Regions from separate parts of the Sus scrofa genome. Here region 1 is linked to region 2. Evidence: chromatin contacts called from public Hi-C data. All regions are on one chromosome and are shown on one strand. Each heading gives the region's core, a stretch centred on a gene start, on an enhancer-like site or on the middle of the called end of the contact. The rest is flanking DNA. Distances are from core to core; before and after follow the strand shown. Region 1 overlaps LTN1 (E3 ubiquitin-protein ligase listerin). Region 2 has its middle 110 kb from the start of N6AMT1.

Region 1 (5,644 bases), core at 2,584-5,083, 170 kb before region 2:
GATGGGGCCTGGACCCCATGTTGCTGTGGCTGGGGTATAGTCTGGCAGCTGCAGCTGCAGTTCCCATTTGACCCCTAGCCTGGGAACTTCATGTGCTGTAGGCACGGCCCTAAAAAGCAAAAGAAAAGAAAAGAAAAAGATGTTAGGAGGCCACCTCTCCTGTGTCCAGAAAGAGAAGACTTTATCTTGAGGAAGAGACATTGACTTGAGGCCTTTCAGGTTAGATAGCATTTTGGCCGGGCAAAGACAAGTTAGATAGCAACACCATGTGCAGAAACATTGAGACATGAATGTTCAGGGCAGGCCTAGGGAATATCAAGTAATCACCATTTAATGTATTTTTTAAATTGTCTGTATCTTCTTCCACTGGCATGTAAGCTCTGTGAAGGCAGACATTTTGTCTGTTACTCCTATGTTCACAGTATCCAGGTTCTTGGCCTCAAACAGTTAGGAACAGTGCTTTTTTTTTTTTTTTTGTCTTTTGTCCTTTTAGGGCTGCACCCACAGCATATGGAGGGTTCCCAGGCTAGGGGTCTAATCAGCTGTAGCTGCCGGCCTACGCCAGAGCCACAGCAATGCCACATCCGAGCCGCATCTGCGACCTACACCACAGCTCACGGTAGCACCGGATCCTTAACCCACTGAGCGAGGCCAGAGACGAACCTGCAACCTCATGATTCCTAGTTGGATTCATTTCCGCTGCGCCACGACTGGAACTCCACCGTTTGTTGATGAAAAATTAATGAACGAGTATGTGTGGAGTAGGCAGGGAGGGTAGAATGGAAAATAAAGCTGGAAGGATAATGAAGGACCTTAAAAATGACATTTTTTGGGTTTTTTTTTTTTTTTTTTTTTTTTTTTTTGACTGCCCTGTGGCATGTGGACTTCCCAGGCCAGGGCTCAGACCCAAGCTGCAGTTGCGATCTACACCGAAGCTGTGGCAACACTGCACGCTTAACCCACTGTTCTGGGTCGGGGGTCAAACCTGTGGTCCCTGTGCTCAAGAGAGGCCTCGGATGCCATTGCACCACAGGAGGAACTCCAAAAAATGGCATTTTCTAGGAGTTACTGTTTGGTAGAAGATGGGATACCACCAGCTGATTCTGGCATAGTATAAATCATAAGCTGTTCAAAGAAGCAAGCTGAGGTGGAGACCATTCCAGAAGTTATAATGAACAGTGCATGGAGGTTAGTGTGGAAAGTGGAGAGCTGTTCTTTATAGACTCTAGTGACTCTTGGTATGGGATCGAGAGAAGGGTTGGTAATGAGATAGTGATTTTGAAGGTAAAGACTTAGGGCATGAGTTAAGGATCTGGTGAGCTGTGGTGTAGGTCATAGTCGCGGCTTGGATCTGGCGTGTCTGTGGCTATGGCATAGGCCAGCAGCGGTAGCTCCGATTAGACCCCTAGCCTGGGGACCTCCATATGCAGTGGGTGCAGCCCTAAAAAGACAAAAGACAAAACAAACTAACAAACAAAAACTTTAGGGCAGAAGCTTGAAGAAGACTTTTGTTCATGGGCTGATAGTAGGAAGCCATAAAGGGACACAGATCACAGAGGTGAAAGGAGAGAACCAAGCTAGAAGATCATGGAGAAGAGAATTTACGGGAGATATGTGCAAATATTTCTCTTTTTGAGAATCTCATTAGTTCATCTGAAAGTATTAATGAATGCAGTAAGTTCTTCAGTTAAAAAAAATTAACTCATGTCATTAATTAATTTGAATGTTAAATTTACTGAACAGACACATAGTCTTAACGATCTTTTCACCCTTTGTAGGGTAATAAAGGACCTGGTAGGATTTGTTAACCCTAATCATTCCCCTGACTGTCAGCCAGGGAACTTCAGACTAATAATCATTTAGCCTCTTTGGATGTGTGAATTTTTTTTTCATCTGTAAAGCAGAAGATTGAGATGTATATTTTCTAAAAGGATTCTTGGAGTTCCTGTCATGATTCAGCGGTTAACGAACCTGACTAGCATCCATGAAGACTCAGGTTCGATCCCTGGCCTCGCTCAGTGGGTTAAGGATCCAGTGTCACCGTGAGCTGTGGTGTAGGTCATAGACGTGGCTCAGATCTGGCGTTGCTGTGGCTCTGGCATAGGCCAGCGGCTATAGCTCTGATTGGACCCCTAGCCTGGGAACCTCCATATGCCGTGGGTTCGGCCCAAAAAAGACCAAAAAAAAAAAAAAAAAAAGTATTCTTTCCTTTAAGTGCTGCTAAGTGCCAGAGTCCCTATTTTATAGCATGTTTTACAGTATACAATTTTATATTTTATATGTTTATGTATTTAAAATAGGAAAATATATGTTTATATAGCTTAATGCCTTTCAGATTCTGTAATTGCCTTAATGTGTAATTAGGAGTCATATTGAATCTATAACGGGGGACTTTTGGAAGTTCCCCTGTGGTGCAGCAGGTTAAGGATCTGGTGTTGTCACTGCAGCAGCTTGGATCACTGCTGTGGCTCAGTTTCAATCCCTGGCCAGGAACTTCCACCGGCCAAAAAGCAGGCGAAGGGGAGGGGGAGCATTTAAAGTGGTTTTTGGAAAATAGAGAAAGATTTTTCTAAAATGTGCAAAATTATATATGCTGTCAGTTTTGTTAAGGGATGAGTTATGTGATGTTTAATCATCGATTCTTAGGTCACCACCAGCAGCACTGATGTCTCTTCTTAGTACTCAAGAAGACTTACTAGAAAATGTCTTGGGGTGTATTCCTGTTGGACAGATAGTTACTATTAAGCCTCTGAGTGAAGACTTCTGCTATGTTCTGGGATACCTCCTCACTTGGAAATTAATACTTACTTTCTTCAAAGCTGCTTCGTCTCAGGTAAATGAATATGAGACAGTGTTTGACCGTTCTGTCCTGTATGTGTTTCTGTTATTGTCCTAAACCTCTTCCTTCCCCTCCTTTTGGAAAGAAAGGGAGAACTGCCTCACATTTTAATCTAATTGTATCTGGATAATTTAAGACATTCTCCTAAGTTTATTTCTGTCTCTGCTTCCTTACCCTTCCAGTTTTTTACACACACACACACACACACACACTTTTTGCAAAGTAATTTAACCTCTCTAATGTGCTTGGATCTATTTTTATTCTAACTGAATGTAGCCACCAAGTCCTTTTATTGTAGTAAACCAGATTTCTATGATTTAATTTTGTGTTCCCATAGTAATAGTTTCCAGAGAATTGGATCTTGCTATTTTTTGTTTAACCCCTTTGGTCAGCTTCTGACTCTTGTGGAGATGTCACTTAATTCATTATTGGAAATTTACCTTACTTGAAGATCAGCGTTTAGAAAAAGATCTATGAGATGTTAACATGTAGTTCAGACTGTTACTGCTAAATAATGAAAATACCCCATAGTAATTATTTTGCTCAAATTATTTTGGCAGCCACTAGATGTCTCTGTTGTCTCATGTTTAAAAGAAAGACGTCATCGTCCAGGAAGGAAGCTGGAAAAATCTACTCTATTTTAAAAAATTCTTTTAGACATATCCTCACTTTAAAAAGTTTCAAACATTGATTGAATCAGTTTATTTATTTATTTATTTTTATTTATTTATTTTTTTGCTTTTTAGGGCCACACCCATGGCATATGGAGATTCCCAGACTAGGGTCGAATTGGAGCTACAGCTGCTGGCCTATGCCACAGCCACAGCAATGTGGGATCTGAGCCAGGTCTGTGACCTACGCCACAGCTCACGGCAATGCCAGATCCTTAGCCCACTGAGCAAGACCAGGGATTGAACCCTCAACCTCATGATTCCTAGTTGGATTTGATAACTCTGATTGAATCAGTTTATTAAGTAGGTGGCTTCTTTGACAGGTTAATACAAAAAGACTTAATTGATTTGTTTTTAAAGTGGGACCGAATGTGATGACGCTCATTTCCAATGCGATTTTTCAGAATCTTTAAGTTATAATTTATGTTGTTCCTAATTACCCATACCTTGGTATAAATAGATAAACATATGCATTTTTGCATTTGTTTATCTAAGGGGGAAGTCAAATCACAGGCAATACTGAACTAGATGTTAAAAAATTATTTTACTTCTTTTCAAGCCTACCTCTTATGTTTGTGATTTCAGGTAGTTTTAATTTGCTGGTGGTATATTTCAGGAGTTCCTTGTTGAATTTTTATGTTCATTTCTTAAAATATTGTTGATCTTTTAAAAGTTGCAGCAAATGGAGATTTTTATGTTCAAGAATGTTCTTATCTTTTATTCAGAAATTAGGAACATGACCACACAACAGAAGAATTTATTGAGCCTTGAACATATAAACGAAGTAACCCAGTAAATAATACTAATTAGAGTAATCCTAAAACAAACTGAGAATTTTCAAAAAATCTTTGGTCCTTAATCTGAGTCCTTTTTGACTTTCTTAAAAAAAAAAAAAAAAAAAAAAACTAGTAAATCAGATTAAATTGGAAACAAAACTCTCTGTTTTATAGTTTTACTGAGGTATATTTCACATATCAATTTTACTTATTTAATGTGTACAGTTTGGTGCTTCTATAGTCACAGAATTGTACAACTATTACCACTAATTTTAGAACTAACTTTTTAACACCCCCACCCAAAAAAAGCCCTTACCCATTATAGTCACTTCCCATTTCCTCTCCGACCTCCCATCCGCTGACAACCACTTTCTATTTTCTGTCTCAGTGGATTTGCCAGTGGTGGACCTTTCACATACATGGCCTTTTGTGTCTGGTTTATTTCATGTAGCGTAATGTTTTCAAGATTCAGTCATAGTGGAGCCTATATCAGTATGGCATTCCTCTTCTAATGTCTGAGTAATAGTCCGTTGTATGACTACCACAGTTTGTTTATCCATTCATCCGTGGACATTACGTTGTTTCTAGTGTTTGCCTATTGTGCAGGAAGCCGTTGTGAACATTGGTGCATACATTTTTGTGTGGACATATATTTTCATTTATCTTGTATTGGATACCTAAGAGTGGGACTACTGGGCAATAGACATGTGTTTTTATTTATTTATTTATTTATTTATTTATTTTTGTCCTTTTTTGCTATTTCTTGGGCCGCTCCTGCGGCACATGGAAGTTCCCAGGCTAGGGGTTGAATCGGAGCTGTAGCTGCCGGCCTACATCAGAGCCACAGCAACGTGGGGTCCGAGCCTCGTCTGCAACCTACACCACAGCTCATGGCAATGCCGGATCGTTAACCCACTGAGCAAGGGCAGGGACCAAACCCGAAACCTCATGGTCCTGGTCAGATTTGTTAACCACTGCGCCACGACGGAACTCCGACATGTGTTTTTAAAAGCCTATTGATATATGTGATCATTTTTTAAAAAAATTCATTTTCCTTCCAACTTTTTATTTTGAAAAATACTCATATTTACAGAGAAGATGAACAACAGATATCATGATGCTTTACTTAAAGTATTTAAACATATATCTTCTAAAAAAAAGGGCATGTTTCAACATAAATGTAATTATTACACTCAAATTTAATTTTGGTGTGATAATATTATCTATTGGTATTTAAATATTATCTACTTTGTATTTAAATTTTCCCGGTTGTCCCAGTAATGTCCTTTATAAGTTATTTTTCCTTCTCTATTGAGGATTCAGTCAAGAATCATGTTTACATTTGTCTGTCATATTTC
Region 2 (5,273 bases), core at 492-2,991:
GGAGGTTCCCAGGCTAAGGCTAGGGGTCGAATAGGAGCTGTAGCCACTGGCCTACACCACAGCTCACAGCAATGCCAGATTCTTAACCCACTAGTGAGCCAGGGATCGAACCTGCATCCTCGTGATGCTAGTCATGTTTGTTTCCACTGTGACAGGACAGGAACTGCTGTAGTAGATTTTCTTGACTGGAGAGATTGTGGGAGCTATGATTCTGGTGCCACGAGCCCTCTCATTTTGGAAAACATTATCATTTGTGATAAGGAAGACACTTGAAGATTTCACACTAATTTTTCTAATGCCCTGTGCTTTCCATATGTACACACTCATGTTTTTCCTTCTGCCTAGAGCACTTCCCCAGCTCTGGCTGGGTAACTCTCCCCACTCTTTTTTTTTTTTTTTTGTCTCTGCCTTTCTAGGGCCGCTCCTGCGGCATATGGAGGTTCCCAAGCTAGGGGTCTAATTGGAGCTGTAGCTGCCAGCCTACTCCAGAGCTGGATCTGAGCTGAGTCTGCGACCTACACCACAGCTCATGGCAATGCTGGATCCTTAACCCACTGAGCAAGGCCAGGGATTGAACCCGCAACCTCATGGTTTCTAGTCGGATTCATTAACCACTGAGCCACGATGGGAACTCCAATTCTCCCTACTCTTAAAGACCCAGATCAGGAAGTTCCCTTGTGGTGCAAGATACGGTGCTGTCCCAGCTGTGGGCAGGCTGCTACTGAGGCAAGGGTTTGATCCTGGACTAGGAACTTCCAAAGGAAAAAAAAAAAGATACAGATCAAAATGCCACCATTTCCAAGAAGCCATTGTCAGTCCTTTCCAGCAAAATTAGTCTTTCCCTTGCATCTTCTTCCCTTGCTCTTGGTTTATAACTCTTCTAAGCATCTATCACGGTTTGCTGGCCCAAGAACAGCTCATTCCCAGGAAAGGGCTCAGCTTTTGCTACCTTGCAGGCAAATTCAAAGTTTGGACAATTATCTGTTTGTCCTGATTTTTCCCATGGAGCCCAAGAAAGTGCCTTGCTTATCATGGGTTCTTCATAGCTATTTGTTGAACTAAATTAGATTACATTTTCTAAATGTTTATAAACAAGACAGCATTGCCTTACATGGTTTACCAAAAAAAAAACAACAAAAACAACAACAAACAAAAAAAAAACAACAAAAAAACAAACCCCCAAAACAAAAAAACAAAAAAAAAACCCCAAAACCAAAAAAATCTGTTGGGCTAAAAATAGACAAGCAAGAACTTAAGTTGAAGGGTTACGTCTTACACAATGAGGCTGTGTCGTTTTGGATGTTTGGAAAGCCTCTCAGAATTTATGCTTCCTAAAGATCCTGCTGCCCTAGCATTTTGTCCACATGCTAAAAGGCATCAGAATGGATTTTGATAAAGGGGAATATTTTTAGGCATTCTAATCAGCTCAGCTCTGCCAAATTCTTGGCCTTTGGTATGTGCTGCAGAGTAATGTCAGATGCTCACACGTACACACGTTGACATTTACAAGGCATGAGACAGGCTCTGCCAAGTTCAGAAACAAAGCCCCCGCTTTTGATTGGTTCACCAGAACTTCCTCAGATGCAGTTGATCTTTGCTACTGGAGGAATGACGGGCTGCTGGTGCCAAGTGAATTTCCATTCATTTCTTCATTTCAGGAAATAACATTTGCGTGTGAGGGTCAGGTGCCCTGTGAGGTCGTGGATGCGTAAGGTTACACATCAACTGAGTGAAGGGGACCTTGGGCTGCTCTGGTGTTGGTGCCAGTGGAAGCTCAAGCTGGTTTAGAACCTCTGGTGTGGGATTAGTAGAAATGGACGTGAATACACTCCATCCAAACATGTCCTAGATGATCTTAGAAAATTCCAGATAAAAATCCAAGAGGTCTATTCTTTCTTTCTGAAAAAAAAAATACTATCTTTTATCTAAAAATAAAAAGAAAATGCTATTTTATTTTTGTGCTCCAGAAAAACATCAGAGTATATTTAGTAACTTCTGTGATTCCACTGCCTTTTTTAGATGGAGAAGTATCCCAGAAAAGAGAGAGCAGGACAGCGTGTGTGTGTGGTGTGTGTGTGTGTGTGCACACTGAATCTCTGTCTAGGTAAAAATACTAGTTGAGTAGGTTATAGGAAAGGATTTTATAAGACTCAGAAGAATAAATTCTATTTCCAAAATAGTGTTGTTTTATGAAAAGTGTTTCTTTTTACATTCCATAGTTAACTCTATGAGAATTGTGAGTGGTTACCTCCAGGGAGGAAGTACTGCTGAGAATTCAGATCACCTGCCTTAAAAGGTACCATGGAATTTACACATTACGGGACACTGTTTCCCTGTTAGGGTCCAGGATGACACCCATTGTACCCTTTCTCTGGTGCTGCTGAGAATGTTAACCCTTCTGCTCTCATCAGGGCCCCGTGGGACGAGGAGGACCCTGGGAGAGGCCAGACAGTCTATTCTGGCCACATGTCGAAAAACACACAATTTTTTTTTTTTTTGCCTATGCCCATAGCATGAGGAAGTTCCTGGGCCAGGGGTCGAACCTGAGCCACAGCAGTGACAACTCTGAATCCTTAAGGGGCTAGGCCACCAGGGAACTCCATGCACACACTTTTATGATTCAGGACACTAGCAATTCTGGAAACATATGAGCCCTCTCCTGGCACTTTTTACCTCTTAAGCCTGAAGAATCATTACTGTTAAGTTCTGAAGTTATTCTGTGGAAGTGAGGCTGTGGTGATGACCATTCAGAGGCCAACCACAGCAGTGAAGTTTGGGATCCCTTACAGAGATGTCTGGCAACACCGGCCCCAGACGTCCTGGCCTCTCCTGGCTCAGTGTGCTGTGACAGAGGGATGGTCCTGTCTGCGAACATGTCTAGAAAATTGTTATTCTTGCAATATAGCTACATATTTTCTTCTATCAAAAAAAGAAAGTGTTGCAATTAGACATGCATGCTTCCATGATCCTGAGTGCATCTATTCCATCTAAGGACAGAGGCTCCCTGGCTGGGATAGAGAGTCAGCACACACAGTATCCTGGAGTAGCTGTGGGGACAATAAGATTCCATTCCACTTGGTCCTTAAGCAGCCGTGTGTCCACAGGCAAGTCACTGCATCACATTTCTTCCTCCGATGGGAAGAGGAGAGAGAGGAAAGCCATGAGGCCAGCTCTGAGTTATGTTGAAGACAATAAATCTAAGAGGAAGGTGAAAAGTAGAAAGCGCTAGAGAATGTAAGGTGGTGGTGGTGTTTATTTACTGAAAAAGCAGCTGTTTTTTGGTCTTTTTAATTGTCACAGACACAGGGGATTCATTCCTGGTTGTCAAGTTAACCCAGATAACCAGACTGGTGATAGTACTCTCAGGTATTTCAAATTATATTTCTTTCAGCCCTGTAAGAATAGACTTCTGGGCCTAGCCTATTTACCAGCAAATAGGAGCTGAGAAAATGTAGATTAAAAATTGGTTTCAGCACTTAAATGCAACAATCTAATTTTATTTTATTTTTAAAAATTTTTAAAGATTTTAATTTTTTCCATTATAGTTGATTTATAGTGTTCTGTCAATTTCTACTGTACAGCAAAGTGACCCAGCCATACATATACATATATCCTTCCATCACAAGTGACTAGATAATAGTTCCCTGTGTTATACAGCAGGATCTCATTGCTTATCCACTCCAAATGCAGTAGTTTGCACATATTAAGCCCAAACTCCTAGTTCATTCCACTCCCTTCTCCTCCTCCTTGGCAACCACAGCTCTGTTCTTCAAGGCTGTGAGTTTCTTTTCTTTCTTTTTTTTTTTTTTTTTTTTGCTTTTTAGGGCTGCTGCACCCGAGGCATATGGAAGTTTCCAGACTCGTGGTCAAATTGGAGCTGCAGCTGCCAGCCTACTGCATAGCCATAGCAACTGTGGGACACAAGTTTCATCTGCAACCTACACATCACAGCAATGCCAGTTTCCCCACCCCTGAGTGAGGTCGGGGATGGAACATGCAGCCTCATGGATTCTAGTCGGATTTGCTTCTGCTGCACCACGAAAGGAACTCCCCATGAGTTTCTTTTCTGTGGAAAGTTTCATTCAACAATCTAATTTTAGAGGTTAGAAAAAATTGAGCGGGACTCATTTTACAAACAAGATGTCAGATGAATCCAACTGTTTTTAGATTTAAAGGGTTTTATATTCTGTCCTATTTATTACTTTCCTATACCCTATCTGCGAACTAAAGTTTTTTTTTTTTTTTTTTTTTCAGCTTTGGTTCTCACTTAAGATCCAGTAAATTTATTTATTTATTTATTTATTTATTTATTTGGTCTTTTTTGCTATTTCTTGGGCCGCTCCCGCGGCATATGGAGGTTCCCAGGCTAGGGGTCGAATCAGAGCTGCAGCCCCCGGCCTACGCCAGAGCCACAGCCACGCAGGATCCGAGCCGCGTCTGCAACCTACACCACAGCTCACGGCAACGCCGGATGGTTAACCCACTGAGCAAGGCCAGGGACCGAACCCGCAACCTCATGGTTCCTAGTCGGATTCGTTAACCACTGCGCCACGACAGGAACTCCCAGTTTTTGTTTTTTTTTAAACAAAATTTTTGCTCATGGTGGTTCTAAACAGAACATAGACATTAAAAATTGGCTTCAAAATTTTCTGTTGAAATCTTTTTTTGAAACTTTTTTATTTTTTAAAGTTTTATTGAAGTATAGTTGATTTACAATGTTGTGACAATCTCTATTGTACAACAAAGTGATTCAGTTAGAAATATACACACATTCATTCTTTTTCAGATTCTTTTCTCACATAGATTATCACAGCATATTGGGTAGAGTTCTCTGTGCTATACAGCAGGTCCCCATTGGCCAATCATTCCATATGCCTCAGTGTACATATGCCAATCCCAACCCCCCAGTCCATCCGTGCCCCTACCCGTCCCCTTTGGTAACCACAAGTTTGATTTTAAAGTCTGTGAGTCTGTTTCTGTTCTACAAATAAGTTCATTTGTGTCCTTTTTTTAAAGATTCCACATATAAGTGATATCATATGATGTTTGTCTTTCAATGTCTAACTTCACTTAGTATGATAATCTCTAGGTCCATCCATGTTGCTGCAAATGGCATTATTTCATTCTTTTTATGGCTGAATGATATTCCATTGTGTATAGGTATCACATCTGTTTTAAATCTTCACTGTAACATCTCTCTGCCCTTGATTTATGGCTTGTTTTAGGCACATGATTTCCTAGAGAAAAGGAAAAGAAAACAATTTTTTAGTCTA

What was found. Hi-C and Micro-C count contacts between places; a contact is called where the count stands out from the background.
Region 1: a contact with region 2 is called in a Hi-C map of retroperitoneal adipose tissue, with 2.5 times the contacts expected there. The contact joins two enhancer-like sites. A contact is called at or near these places in 9 of 47 Hi-C or Micro-C datasets (alveolar macrophages, embryonic fibroblasts, fetal heart ventricle and 5 more).

Annotation. Positions count from the first base shown.
Region 1 is chr13:192,305,645-192,311,288 of Sscrofa11.1, reverse strand. It overlaps LTN1 (E3 ubiquitin-protein ligase listerin), which reads left to right. Exons shown (of 30, transcript XM_013982552.2): 25 at 2,647-2,833. Among named protein-coding and RNA genes, the nearest start is that of LTN1, 50 kb to the left of the region's middle. Within about 2 kb of position 3,833, at least 5 of the 83 cell types and tissues checked have an H3K27ac peak or open chromatin away from gene starts, as enhancers often do.
Region 2 is chr13:192,131,924-192,137,196 of Sscrofa11.1, reverse strand. No RefSeq gene overlaps it. Among named protein-coding and RNA genes, the nearest start is that of N6AMT1, 110 kb to the left of the region's middle. Within about 2 kb of position 1,741, at least 12 of the 83 cell types and tissues checked have an H3K27ac peak or open chromatin away from gene starts, as enhancers often do.